2 separate regions of the Xenopus laevis genome follow, and region 2 is linked to region 1. Evidence: chromatin contacts called from public Hi-C data. All regions are on one chromosome and are shown on one strand. The core of a region is the stretch at or near the end of the contact, and the rest is flanking DNA. Distances in the headings are between cores, read along the strand shown. Region 1 overlaps LOC108719140 (glucose-fructose oxidoreductase domain-containing protein 1). Region 2 holds the start of LOC108719140 (glucose-fructose oxidoreductase domain-containing protein 1).

Evidence for each region. Hi-C and Micro-C count contacts between places; a contact is called where the count stands out from the background.
Region 2: a Hi-C map of the XTC cell line shows a contact between it and region 1, with 2.5 times the contacts expected there. The contact joins the promoter of LOC108719140 here to the enhancer-like site in region 1. A contact is called at or near these places in 2 of 4 Hi-C or Micro-C datasets (the XL177 cell line and the XTC cell line).

What each region holds. Positions count from the first base shown.
Region 1 is chr6L:97,099,024-97,103,471 of Xenopus_laevis_v10.1, reverse strand. It overlaps LOC108719140 (glucose-fructose oxidoreductase domain-containing protein 1), which reads left to right. Exons shown (of 2, transcript XM_018267801.2): 2 at 3,538-4,448. Among protein-coding and RNA genes, the nearest start is that of LOC108719140, 43 kb to the left of the region's middle. Within about 2 kb of position 2,896, at least 1 of the 7 cell types and tissues checked has an H3K27ac peak or open chromatin away from gene starts, as enhancers often do.
Region 2 is chr6L:97,142,028-97,146,355 of Xenopus_laevis_v10.1, reverse strand. LOC108719140 (glucose-fructose oxidoreductase domain-containing protein 1) reads left to right here and starts at 2,532. Exons shown (of 2, transcript XM_018267801.2): 1 at 2,532-3,280. The coding sequence starts at 3,028.

The DNA.
Region 1 (4,448 bases), core at 1,647-4,146:
ACCTACCTAGGAATTATCTTAGACTCTCATCTGTCTTTTTCACCACACATCCAAACACTCGAAAATCTTGTTGTATTCAGCTGCGCAACATTGCCCAAATACGACCGTATGTCAGTTCAGATACAACCAAAACACTTATCCAGTCTCTTATCATCTCCCGCCTTGATTACTGCAACCTACCCCTTGCAGGTATTCCAACAAGTCGCCTTTCACAACTCCAATCTTTTCTAAATTCTGCTGCTAGACTCATCTATCTCACCACTCAACATTAGCTACTCCCATATGCATATCCCTTCACTGGCTCCCAATCTCCTCTAAAATCAAATTCAAACTATTAACACTCATATTCAAAGCCCTTAACAATGAAGCCCCTCTCTACATTTCATCCTTGATCTCCAAATACGCTCCTTCACACAACCTTCGCTCTGCTTCTGACCTTCACCTCTCCTCTCATCACTTCAGCCCATTCTCATCTGCAAGACCTCACTCTGGCTTCTGCTTTTCTCTGGAACTATCTGCCTCGAGCCATCAGACTTGTTCCTTCTTTCCAAACTTTCAAATGCTGCCTAAAGACCCACCTGTTTAGGGAAGCTTATTCAATGTATCTTAATTAAGCAGTCATATTATAAATCAGAAATTTGTTTCTAAAATCCCTATATCTCAATTGTACCCTAACCCTTTAGTTTGTAAACTCTTGCAAGTATGGCCCTCTAATCATATTGTACTCTTTGTTTTGTTATTTACTGTTTGTTACCTGTTCATCATCTAATGTAAAACACTGCGTAACGTGGCGCTATATAAATAAATCATGATGATTCTAGATAATAAATCCCATACCTGTCCTAGCATATGGCACCCCCTGTGATTTTAATTGGTGGGGTTGCAGGCACTCTTCACTTCTCCCATACTCTAAATCCCCCTTTTCACCCCCCCCCCTCGGGTAAAGGGTAAAAGCAAGGTGCTTGCACAGCTGCAGCTTCTTTACTTCTGCAGTTTGACCAACAGAGGATCTTATGCAACCTTGAGCTCCAGGATCTCTGAGCAAAATGCGTTTACAGAACAGATCATTTTTAGTGACACCTTTTGTACTAATACTTTCTCATTCAGTTTATTTTTTATGACCACAAGGTTCTCACAGGGGTTTTTGCATTGTTTGGTGTCAGCCAAATATCTATTCATCCAGCTACTGCACCTGGTTTGTCTCTAAGGAGGCTGCTTCTGGGAACTGACATTGCTGAAACTCTGTGAATGTCTTGGAATGTCTGGGTGATAAGCACATAAATACTGTGATTTTTTTTTATACAAACTTCATGTTACAACTTGCTAATATAACATTGTGTATTTAAAACTTACATCATAGTAAAGTGGTACACAACAAGCACATTTTTACCTACAAACTTTCCTCCATTGTAATACTGCACCTAGGTTTTACACTCCATTGACCATGTCTTCCGTTAAGAATAAGAGTGGGATTATTTTGTATGTTTATATAGGTTTAAATCCTTAAAGTTACTTAGTGGAAAACTTTGGATTGCAATTGTTTTTAGTGTTAGATGTTTATGTGTTAGAATTGCCCTTATCTCTCCCACCAGCAGAGAGCCTTGTTTAGCTACATGAAACCTTAAGGTGGCCATACACGTAGAGATCCGCAACTAGTAGCTTGTTGTTTTCGGTTACTGCATCTGGGCAAACTTAGTGCCTTTTATTACATAACCAGCCAAGTTTGAAAGCAGCTAGTAAGTTGCAGGTAAAACTTAGTCCCTTTGTAAAATGTATAATGAAGCAATAGAATTCTTAATGAATCAGATAAAATTGAGCATAGGACTGGCCTCTTCTATTTGCCTTTTATTACATAACCCCTTGATGTATAATATTCACATTCTGTGAAGCCTTAACAATCTTTATATGATGAATGCACTGCACATGCTGTGCCTTTTTGTCTTGAAAATTAAAACTCTCTAAGGGAGTAAGTGCAAGACTGGCCTGTATGGTATCATGTGTACCTGCTACTGGTTCTCATGGCATATGCCAGCTGGCAACATGCTAATTCCACTAAACTGGCCTTGTATGACACCATGTGCAAGTCAATATTATACTTTCTTGTGCACACTAATATATACCAAGTACTGGTTCTCATCACACCCAAATGCTTCTCCAATCTGAAGTCCACTACAGTACTAAAAAGGACGGAGGAACACAGATTCCTCTTGGTGGGCCAGACAGAGCCCCCTTAACTGTGCAAGAAAAACCACACATGGGAGCAAAAAACAATTGGTTTCTCAGCTGAGATCTACAGAATGTTAATGTGCTGACTTGAAAATTCAGTCAGCCTATGATGCCATCAGCATATATATGAGGCCCACACTGCAATGCTATGTTCCCTTTTGTGATTGGTGTATGGATAGCAGGTTCAGCCTGGGATTCAAAAATAGGCCATAGTAGTTCAAGAGAACTTTTGCCCAAACAACCTACCATAGGCACAATAAATAGTGACAATCTGTGGCGTCTTACGGCAACCCCTCTGGAATTTCCCAGCATCCACAGACTGCCAGTTGGTTGGTGAGGTCTGAAATAAATGATGATGATGTTTCAGCCAAATCCCAAATGCATTTAGTTATTCATTGCCCATTGTGAGCTTATGACAGCAGCATTATTGAGATATTCAGTCTCTGTGGACATGAGCTGAGGAATTTCTTCTCATTAGAATTGTTTAATACCAGCGGAAAACATTGTGGTTCTAATTTGAATCCTTCACAAAATGTTTATTGTTTGCTGCCTGATATCAAACGAAAGGAAATGGTTGCTTTTCCTCTGAACCGTATAAAACAACAAAGGCTTGTACACACACACAGGGTAATGAAGCTGTAGGTGCAGTAGAGCCATAGATGGGGCTAAAATAATAAACCAGCCATGCACCATATGCTGTAATAACACTCACAAGGGAACGGTAACATCACATTGATATGCTCTCTGGTTGCTGGGGTCACTGTGCTATTTAATTGTTAGTATAGGTATGGGATCCAGCATCCGGAAACCTGTATCATGGTATGGCTGTCTCCCATAGACTCCATTTTAAATTAAAATGTTTAAAACTGATTTCAGTAAAAAAATAAAACAGTACCTTGTACTTGATCCAAACTAAGATGTTATGAATCCTTATTAGTGGAAAAATAATCCTATTGGGTTTATTAAATGTTTAAATGAATTTTAAGTAGACGTAATGTATAGAGATTTAATTTACGAAAAGATTCCTTATCCGGAAAACCCCAGGTCCCGAGCATTTGGGATAATAGGTCCCATGCATTTATTAATTTTTCTGTGTATCTTTCTTTTCGGACCCACTTCTGTAATTACATTCTAACTTTGCTGCCTTTGTCATACTGAAGGTTAATTTACCCTTTCTTATAATGATATGAAATTGGAGAACTTCTCACCTTAGCTTGTCGTATAAGGGACAATAACTACCATTTTTATCTGCAGGACAGTTTGCATATGTTGAATTTTTTTTAAGATTATTTCTCCTTTTCTGTCTTTTAGGCATTGGGAAAAATGTTATTTGTGACCGAACAGCTACCCCATTGGATGCTTTTAGAATGATGTCAGCTGCACACTACTACCCCAAGCTGATGAGCATCATGGGAAATGTCTTACGGTTTCTTCCTGCTTTTGTGAAGATGAAGCAGCTAATACAGGAAGGCTATGTAGGCGACCTTCAAGTGTGTGAGGTTCAGGTCCACAGTGGAAGTCTTCTGGGAAAGAAGTACAACTGGAGTTGTGATGATCTCATGGGTGGAGGTGGTCTGCACTCCGTAGGGAGCTACATCATTGACTTGCTGACTTTCTTAACCAGTCAAAAAGCTGTGAAAGTTCACGGACTCCTGAAGACCTTTGTGAAGCAGACAGATCATATAAAAGGTATACGTCAGATTACCAGCGATGATTTTTGTACATTTCAAATGGTGCTAGAAGGAGGAGTGTGCTGCACTGTCACTCTTAACTTCAATGTCCCCGGCGAGTTCAAGCAAGATGTCATTGTTGTAGGCTCAGCTGGTCGACTCATTGTAACAGGGATAGACCTTTATGGACAAAGAAACAGCTCCTCTGACCGTGAACTGCTTTTAAAAGACTCAACCCCTGTCAGCAACTCTCTTTTACCCGAAAAGGCATTTAGTGACATTCCATCCCCATATCTTAGAGGAACTATTAAATTGGTACAGGCCGTGCGCCAGGCATTTCAAGACCAGGATGACAGGAGAACATGGGATGGTAGGCCGCTGACCATGGCTGCCACATTCGATGACTGTCTGTATGCTTTATGCGTAGTTGACACCATTAAAAAATCTAATCAGATTGGTGAATGGCAGAATATTGTGATAATGACTGAAGAACCTGAACTGAGTCCTGCCTATTTAATTAGCGAAGCAATGCGCAGAAGCAGAATGTCTTTG
Region 2 (4,328 bases), core at 1,283-3,782, 43 kb before region 1:
GCGCTGTCGCCTGAGGCGAGCAGCTGAGCTTGTCCCTTTGGCGGAGCGCCCCTGCGCTGAACCATAATGTATTCTGCAGTCTGTAGCATGCATAACTATTGCATAAAATATGGGACATTTCTGGTTAATTATAATAATACCCTGGGTGAATATACAATTTGTCGGTTAGTTATGGAAGCCAACAGCCTACGCACACCTTTGTAAATTATTGATGCCCGTAAAGGAAAACTATACCCCTGAACAACGTACAGTATATACCTATAAAAATATATTACATTACAGTTCATATGTTAAACCCTGTTTCATCTAAATAAACCATTTTAATGAAAAATTACCTTTTTAGAAGTGTGTGTCATTGGGTTATCCTAAATAGAAAATTTCCATTTTAAGAACTAATAAGGGTCACCCCCGGGATCATACAATTCACCCTGCACACAAACAAATTGAGGGCACGCATACATGTTATGTCACATGAGCCAATTAATAAACAAAGTTTTTTATTTTACTCAAACAAATTTTCCTATTATAGTTAGAGTTGCATTATTTCTGGTCACATGATCTCTGGGGGAGCACAGAGAATATCATAAAATGGTGATTCAGGGTTAAAAAAAGATGTAAAAGGACAATATTTACTGATACAGTATCTATTTCACTTTTATAAAATTCTTGAATAGGCCACTTAATACATTAGACACTAACTGTTGTATACATTCTGGGGGGTTATAGTCCAAGCAGGGGCATAACAACAGTGTGCCTGGAGTGCGTAGGGAATCCCGTATGCACCCCCCCCTCGTGCTTGCTGCTTTCACGCATGTTGAGGTGCAAGGAGCGCGTCAATTTAAAGGAAAAGAAAATGGCGGGAGGGGGATTTCAACACCGTAGAGGAAATAGACCCTGCAACCCGGGGCCCCCTTTTCCCCGGGCCCCCTGTGAAGTTGCGGGCTCTGCTTCCTCTATAGTTATGCCAGTGAGTCCAAATATACCATTCAGTTAACGCATGACATGGTCGTTAGCTATATAGACAGAATTAAAGCAAAATAGTTATGGGACCTGTTAACCAGAACGCTTTCTGTATAAAGGATCTTTCCGTCATTTGAATCTTAAAAATGTAAGTCTACTAGAAAATCATTTACACATTGTATAAACCCAATAGTTTTGCTTACAATAATTATTAATTATATTTCAGTTTGGATCAAGTACTTGGTACTGTGAACACAGAGAAACTGTGCAAGGCCTTGCGGTCCTAGCACCTGCTGTCCGCTCATGCGCCATAGCAATGGGGTACACCGCATTCGTAATGCAGCTGGGCGGCATGCCCCCCCTAAAATTTTGCCGCCCTACGGCTGGGCCTTCGTGGCCTTGCCACAAATCGGGCCTGACTGTGCTACAGAAAAAAAATCATTTTTAAAAAGTTGGATTATTTAGATAAAATGGAGTCTATGGGAGATTGCTGTCCTGTAGTTCAGAGCTCTCTGCATAACGGGTTTCCAGATAACGGATTCTATACCTGTACTGTAATTTTTGCTCTGTTTCTAAGTGAAGCTGTAGAAAAAGTCAAAGTTCTTGGCTGGCTAGTCTAAGTGTGGTTTTGAGTAACTTGTCTTCCTCACTTGCATTTGGTGGCAGCACTTACTCTAGTCTGCAGTTAGCTGTAGTCATTAGCTACCTAGGATTACAAAGTGGCCCATAGCAGATGTTTGGGGCATTGTGTGTTTTTGATATTTTATGGGGGGGGAGGGCAGGCCCGGACTGAGAATTAAAATACGCCCTGGCATTTCAGGTACACAGAGGCCCAATCAGCCCACATAAAGGCCCAAACAGCCCACTAAATACTGACTTTCTATGGCACCTTATAGCAGCCCCTCTGGCATTTGCCCGAACCCACTGATTGTCAGTCTGGCCCTGGGGGAGGGTGATGTCAATATAATGCACTTTTTGGGGTTATTTTCTGCCGGCCCAGACCGGTCCTAGATTGGCCCCCGGAGAATATAACATTTCTGCGGCAAAGTGTGCGTCCCGGTAGCGCATGCACGCGGTGGGCCGGTTGTTCGCCAATGCGCGCGGTGCATCTGCCTTTCGCGCATGCACACATCGCACCGGCTTTTGCTAATGCGCACGGGGCCCCCGTGGTTCAGAACCCGGTGGGCCCCAACTGCACCAGTCCGGCCCTGGATATCACCCACATATATATATATATATATATATATATATTTTTTTTTATAAAGTATAAAAAAAAATAATGAAGGCCAATTGAAAAGTTGCTTAGAAATGGCGATTCTATAAGATACTAAAAGTTAATCAAAAGGTGCACAACCCCTATATCTTATTGAGAATATGTGTTGGTGGCCCGACAATATAACGATGCACTAGGGCCAAGTCTTGAAAGACCCAGTTGTCGTCTAATAACTATTTCCTGTAAGGCGCACCCTGCCTTAAAAAGGGTGAGGCTGAGCGGCTTGTAGGTCCATCACAGGAAACATGTACAGACTGCTTCCCTGCACCTTCTCAGCAGTGACTGTCACTAGGAAGGAAGGCAACAGTTAAACACAACCCTAGCCAATGGGAGCCAATGGGATTGCAAGTAGCAGAGAGGGCGTTGCAGGAAAAGACATCCCCTCCACATTAGGTGACAGCAGCTGGCTCCTCCCCCTGCCAGTACGAAGCGCCTGTGATGATGACAGAGAAAAGCTAACACGGAGCCAGAGCTGCACCATCCTCTCTTTCATTCCGGGAGCTGCTCCCAAGCTTCCTACAAACACGCGCACTTGTGTTATTGGGAGCAGCTTTATCCAGCCTCTTTTTTGTTTCATCCTTTCCGACATTGCGTTGTAGTTTCCCAAGAGGAAGTGGTGGATCCTGGCATGAGCTGGGCATGGAGGGCAGAGATGGGGATGTGGCCCCTCCATTCTGAGAGGTGAGGGGAGCAAGAAGAAGGGTTTGCATTTGTATTAGGACTTCCTTTCTGTATAGTGCACGCGGCTGCAGCACCCAGCTCCCGTCTGTTCCCTGTCAGGGCTCTGCTCAGCTATGCTGCCCGGGGTAGGGGTCTTCGGCACAAGCCTGACATCGAGGGTGATTATTCCGCTGCTGAAGGACGAGGGCTTCTCGGTGAAGGCGCTATGGGGAAGGACACAGGAGGAAGCCGAGGAGCTGGCTAAGGAGATGAGTGTCCCTTTCTACACTAACCGCATCGACGACGTTTTGTTGCACCAGGACGTGGATCTGGTTTGCATCAACCTGCCACCTCCTCTCACCAAGCAGATCGCTGTGAAAACCCTGGGTGAGTGCAATTGACTAGCAACAAGTCCCGGTGCTGATCTGATCACTATTGTGCATGACCTTTACGCAAGTGTCACCGGGGATCACTGCTAGGGACTCTCCCAATGTGTGTGTGTGTGTGCAAAGGAATCTGAATGGGCAGCGATTACACTGGGCACCCAGCTGTGCCCTCATTAGTGAGCCTTTAACTTTCTGCCTCTAGTGCTTGGCAGCATTTTATTATTCATCATCCCTTTGTTCACATGGTTTTTCAGGCAGATGTTTGATCAGTGCTCACACTGAATACCTTTGAACATTATTAACATTGCCTTGTTTATAATTTTCTTTATAAAATATTTGCTATTTTGCCTTTCCCTTGGTGGCACTCACTGTATGGTTATAAAGAGTTGCTGGCAGTAGGTCAAGGACAACTGGGGGCTGGAAATTTGGATACTCTGTTTAATGTGGCGCTTTTGCACACAGCTCTTCTTATTCTACACTGTCACCTGACATTTCTCTGTACCAGTATCAGGATGTACAGTATTTTTTAGGTCTCATGTGGTGCAGTGAAGCTACTTTTGGGCTAAATGCAATGCCGGAAGATGTTTTACTTTTCAACCTGCTTAATATAGCCAATTACCAGGGCATTAACTGGCCCACCGGGATACCAGGAAAACTCCCGGTGGACCCAGGTGTCAGGTGTGCTTCTAACCATTTAGCCAATTTCATAGTCATTCCCTATTCCTTTATGGGGAAAATGCTTAATAATGGAAGAATATAGTAAGTAGATATAAAAGACTAGGAGAATAAAGAATTTGAGTGAGGAAAGGAGGAATAATAATTTGGAAAGTGGGCCCCACGGTCTAAGGTTTTCTGGTGGGACCCTGGCATCCCAGTCCGACACTGGGCATTAATATTCCTTAGTCCATAACTGTGTTGTTTTATTTGGAAGGGCTCCAATACCTGGTAAGAAGGAAAGATATGGGAAGCATTGCTACAGAACCACTTGCAGTGGCTGTCACAAATATAAGTGATATTTTGGCCTATTATTTGCTATTGTCAGCTGTATT